Regions from separate parts of the Mus musculus genome. Here region 2 is linked to region 1. The links are chromatin contacts, called in public promoter capture Hi-C maps. All regions are on one chromosome and are shown on one strand. The core of a region is the stretch at or near the end of the contact, and the rest is flanking DNA. Distances in the headings are between cores, read along the strand shown.

Region 1 (2,700 bases), core at 6-2,505:
CTTAAGTATCATCTTTCACAATGTAAAAAAGCCAATTTGGGGTTCTTTCTGAGCCAGGACACAGAGGCATACTTTCAGACTGTGTAAGCTTTATACACTTTATATAATTTTCTAGGAGACATGCAAATGAAGTTCATACAGCTAGCAAGTATATCTGGGACTCTAATAGGCCACTTTACCATATTCTTGACCCTTGTCCTCCAGAACCCTGCTAGGGTCATGGCAAACAGGTAACACTAGTCTTCACTGCTGCGAGTGCAGAAGCCATGCTTTGAGGAGCCAAGGATGTAACTGGAAGTTCTTCAGGCTCAAGAGGTGGCATACCAGGACTCAGCCTCAAGAGAACAGTCTAGCATAGTCTGCTTTTATATGCTAGGATTCCACATTTTAAAAAATGCTGTCAGTTGTGGTGGTGCATACCTTTAATCCTAGCACTCTGGAGATGAGACAGGTAGAACTATGTGAGTTCCAGTTCAACCTGGCCTTCATACAAAACCCAGGCACTGTGGTACACTGTGTGGTAACACTTAGCATTTGGGAGGCCTGGGTGATATGGATGAATGGATGGGAAGGAGGGAGGAAGAGGGTTGGGGATGTAGCTCAGTTGGCAGAGTGCTTGGCTAGTACGCACTAAACCCTGGATTCAACCCCCAAATAAACTGGACACAGCGGCATATACCTACAATCCTAGATTCCAGGATGAAAAAAAGCTCAAGCATATAACCCCAGAGGCCAGTCTAGACTCCTGGAGACCCTGCCTCAAAATGCATGCACACATGCTCTTACAGTTCTATGATTTTGCTTTTTAAAACAAAACACTAAATATTCAGACATCTAGCAGTCTAAATCCCAAGACTGTGACTAAAGGTGGGAGTTAAACAAGTTGCCATTATTCCTTCAAATTCTTTCTCCTCTTCCTTCTCCTGGAAGTCTAAAGTGAAACTGAGACAGAGAATGAAGTATCAGTTTAGCCAGGGCCCTGGTACACACAGCTGCCAGCCTTCACTCTCTAAGGAGCCAAGGCTTCTGAGTGTGCTTTGCACAAACAGCAGGATAGATCTGGAGTGAAGAAGGGCATCCTCCTGCTGCTCCCTCCTTACATCAATCCTGCTCTTTCACCCTCATGGGAATCCGCTTTCCATGTAAAGACCAAGTCCAACCTGCTTTTTTAACAAGTGCCATGCACAAACAACTGCCTTCGATGGGATCACTGACACGGTGGCGGTGTGGGACGTGCCTTTGAAAAGCCTTGTCAGGCCTCAGCTATGTAATTTAGTGGTGGCTCACAGGAAGTGCTGGGAGCCAGATTCTTTCTGCCTGTGCTCAAGGCCGTAATTTCCTTCCCATACTTAAATCAATGACCCTGTGGCTCTCTGTCAAGGGAGTGGGCTGAGGGTAAAGGGCAGAAAAATAAGAAGCAAAATCTGAAGAAATTGGGTTGATCTGAAAAGATTCCTAAGATTCTTCTTAAGATTAACTAAAGAGGACTGCTGAAGAACACAGCCTGCAGCCTCTCACTGAAAACCCCCACATGGCAGAGAGGGCTGGTGGCCCGAAAGTTGACCAGCAGAGGCAGTCCCAGAAGTCACTTCAGACCTGGGGCCATCCTGGGCCCAGCCAGCGTGGGAGAAGTTAACCAAAATCCTAGAAGCAGTATGACTGGGAAGTGAAGGGGGAAGTGAGGGGGAGGACATAGTTCAGGGAAGGCATGGTGGTGCACACTTGCTGAAGCTGAGGGAGGCTAAGGCAGATAGCAGGATCCTGAGTTCAATAGTGGTGGCGCACGCCTGTAATCCCAGCACTCGGGAGGCAGAGGCAGGCGGATTTCTGAGTTCGAGGCCAGCCTGGTCTACAGAGTGAGTTCCAGGACAGCCAGGGCTCCACAGAGAAACCCTGTCTCGAAAAACAAAAAAGCAAGGATAGCCAGCACCACTAATTTATAGCAACAAACTCCATCTTTACCACAGGCAGATTTTATGAGCCTGTCTGTTTGTTTCATACAGCACCTGTTCACCCTTCAACACTTCAAGAGCAACTTTAAACTGTAAAATATGTCTTAGTGGAAAGCCCAAACATAAGAAAACAGTTGTGTTCCTATGAGGAATATAGTAAACAGACTTTTCTAAATAATGCTAGCTTCCTGATTCCCTTTAGATAACAGACCAGAATAGTAACTAGTTCCTCCTTATCAGCCACCATTCCTTAGAAAGTGCTTGGCTTGTAATTTTTTGAAGACCAGTGAGTCACGTCTTATCACTGCTGTAGCCCTCAGACTAAGAAGGAAAACAGGCCCAGCCCACTCTTCCGAAACAACAGCTGACCTACCTGCAGGAGAAAATCACATTGACCTCATGCATTTGGCTGTCAGAATACCTCCTCTCCTGATCCAAATTACCAAGAACATGCATACCTTTCTGAGCTGCACGCAAGGCACTGTACTGCCATTGTCAACAAATCCAGAGCTTCCCTTTTGACCTTATGCCTTGCCCTGTGACTTAGGACCCTGAAGAGCAAAGCCAGCCACTGCAGCTATGATGTTAAATTTATGAGAAAACAAGTAGCATGGCTAAGTGATTTCCTGTAGTCCATGCCATTCAAGGAAAATTTGGGGCCTACAGCTTGTATCTGCCTTCTCAGACCTCAACTCTGCCATTGTCTAAATCCATCTATTTCTATTTCCTCTTGGGAAAGCCTCCATGC
Region 2 (2,700 bases), core at 55-2,554, 2.7 Mb after region 1:
CCCCAAACCCAAATATATATATATACTTTTTCTTAAAAAAAAATTCCAAGGCATTAAAGCGTTAAAGTGAATCCAGAACAAGAGAAGGTGAGACCCCTCCTTCCTTCCCTCACTGCGGGGTTACTCGGTCCATCCCCAGCAGAGGAACCAGCCCCAAGGGGATGGTGAAGGGAAAGGACCAAAGAAAACAAAGGGGTGGGACCTCCTTATCCAATCAGCAGCCAGCGTGGGTGTGACCATGGCACCAGGAAGCCACACCCCACGTGGAATCTTCCAAGTGGGAGCTGGCGGGGGAGAACGCATTCTTGTGTAACTCTTGGTCAAGTAGAGGCAGGGAAAGCAGGTGCCAGGCAGGAAGTACAGAAAGAAGAAATGGGTCTTCTGGGTCCCTGTAGTCAAGGAGAACCCCGCTTCCTCAGCTCCTGGACAAAGACTGGAAGGAATGAGAGGCACAAGTCAGGCCAGTCTCCACTGTCTTCCCTTCCAAGGCAGGCACTTCCCATGAACACAAGGGCCTGCGTTACAACAGAGGTGCCTCACCTTCGATGATTTCCTCTTTCATTTTCTGTAGCTCCTTCCGCACCTCTTCCAGAAGCTCCTGAAAGAACCAATCAAGAGTGGTCCCGGACTCTCTTACTCCAACTTATCTAAGGTTCTTAAACATGAACACTTGCTTGTGTGCTTGTGCAGGTGTGTGCATGTGAGCGTAAGGGATGTGCAAGCAAGAGTGAGGTACATACATACACGTCGCTGGGGTGGAGGTCAGAGAACAGCTTGAAAGAATTCACTTCTTCTACCATGTTGTTTTTGTGGCTAGAACTCGGTTAAGAGTGGCACAGCCACCTTTACCTGCTTAGTCACCAAACAGTCCACTTTATTTCAGGGACAGGGACGGATCGTAGGGCATCTTAAATGCTACTTAAGCACACTACTGCTGAGCCACGCCCCAGCCCCTCTCTGGAGGATTCTAGGCTTTACCACTGAGCCACGCCCCCAGCCCCTCACTTGGGTGGGGAGGAGGGGAGTTCTTGGCACTCTTCTGATTAGCCAGGTTCTCTTCCCTTCCTTCTTGACTGAAGACAGAGAAAGCTGGTTCAACAACCCTTCCCTCATCCTTTAACACAGCTGCCAAGGTCACAAAATGATGGGAATGTTCTACAGGAGAGTTCTAGATCTTTGGGGCCAGCAGAACAGTATTGGAGAACATCCAGGAGCAAGCTTGCCAAATGTACATAGTCTCCTGCCAACTGTGACTAGAGATGGATAGCTCGAGCCACTGAGGATTCTGGGGACTCAGCAGGAATGAGTGATAGACTGGTACGGTCTGCTATAGCTACTGGGAAAGTGTGGGCGTCTGTCCCCTGGGCCCCACCCACCAACTCCTTTCCTCAGGCTAGAAGAGGTTTCTCAGCCTTTCCTAGAACCATTCTGGAGCCAGGTCTGTCTCTCCTGGCATCTTTCTAGCTATTTCCCCAAGCTACCTGCTTCACCCTCTCCAAGTCGGAGTCATCACTGGAGCAGGGCGTCGAGGGGTGGGCCTCGGAGGTAGTCACAGAAGAGGACGACTTCATCCTGAAGAGATGGCACAGGGCAGGAGTGAGGGTCCTATCCCAGGGGTTGTATTATGTTCCTCCCCAATATTTATAGCCTACCTTGGCAAGGTTGTGCTGTTCTTCTCCCAGGGTCTTCTCACAGGTTCTGGGTGGGTGGGTGGGGCAACAAATAAAGATCAGAGACAAGCATTGCCCCCACAGTACCATACCACCACTCAACTCACCAGGCCAAAGAATTTTAGAAAACTACAATCCCCAGTACTGTTTTCACAGATTTTCCCCTGTAGTGCTTTTAAAACAAGAACAATGTGTCCTTGGATTTATAGTTTCTATGGATAGAACAGGGCTATCACTCACCACTCTGGGCAGGGAGTCGGGCCTCTGACTCCTCCTGTTGGCGGTAAATACAAGTATCATAAACTACCCTTTCTATGCCAATATTCAGGTCCAAAGCCAGCTCAGCCCTGTAACACCTCCTCCCTGCCCTAGGGTACTAGTGTACACCATAAGGAATATAGGGCAGGAAAAGCCCCCTACTTACACTGGCTGACTCGTCTTTGGGGGGCTTCTCCCCAACCTGTGTGGCTTTTCTTCTGCAGAGGGGCAAGCAAGGACAAGCTACAGTTCACACTCTGCCACTCAACAGGACCCCTTCCCACTGCTAAATTCCAGGAGAGGTTGGAAAGTTAAAGAAGGGGCCTGCAAGATAGCTCAGCAGAGAGAGATGCTTGTACCAGCAGAACCACCTGATTTAATCCCAAAGACCTCTGTGAAGGCTGATGGAGAGAACTGAGTCCTGCAGCTTATCCTCTAACCCCCACATAAACAGACATACACAGTGAATAAATAAATGTAGCAAGACTTTTAAAAAGAGAGGCAGGCAGATCTCTGTGAGTTCAAAGCCGCCCTAGTCTACACAGCGAGTGACTGTCTCAAAAAAAAAAAAAAAAACAACATGGGACAGAATGTATTACATGGCACAAGGCTGTAATCCCAGTATGTGAGAGGCAGAGGCGGAAGAGTCATCATTCTAAGTTCCAGCCTAGCCAGGGCTGAGAACAGCAACAGCAACAATCCAGTTCAGGGCTGCTGAGATGGTTCAGTAAGGAAGGGTGCTGGCTGTTAACCCTGACAACTTGACTCCTAG

What was found. Promoter capture Hi-C pulls out the DNA fragments that hold promoters and counts their contacts.
Region 2: a promoter capture Hi-C map of stem cell-derived epiblast-like cells shows a contact between it and region 1, with 2.9 times the contacts expected there. The contact joins two enhancer-like sites. A contact is called at or near these places in 5 of 39 promoter capture datasets (the 3T3-L1 cell line, cranial neural crest, frontonasal cranial neural crest and 2 more).

The regions. Positions count from the first base shown.
Region 1 is chr7:16,580,211-16,582,910 of GRCm38.p6, forward strand. The region is part of intron 1 of Arhgap35 (Rho GTPase activating protein 35); the gene reads right to left. Among named protein-coding and RNA genes, the nearest start is that of Gm29443, 32 kb to the right of the region's middle. Within about 2 kb of position 1,256, at least 103 of the 459 cell types and tissues checked have an H3K27ac peak or open chromatin away from gene starts, as enhancers often do.
Region 2 is chr7:19,257,322-19,260,021 of GRCm38.p6, forward strand. Vasp (vasodilator-stimulated phosphoprotein) reads right to left here. Exons shown (of 13, transcript NM_009499.3): 8 at 2,095-2,146; 9 at 1,911-1,944; 10 at 1,653-1,698; 11 at 1,482-1,572; 12 at 541-598; 13 at 1-433. The coding sequence ends at 396. Among named protein-coding and RNA genes, the nearest start is that of Gm38499, 9.2 kb to the left of the region's middle. Within about 2 kb of position 1,305, at least 61 of the 459 cell types and tissues checked have an H3K27ac peak or open chromatin away from gene starts, as enhancers often do.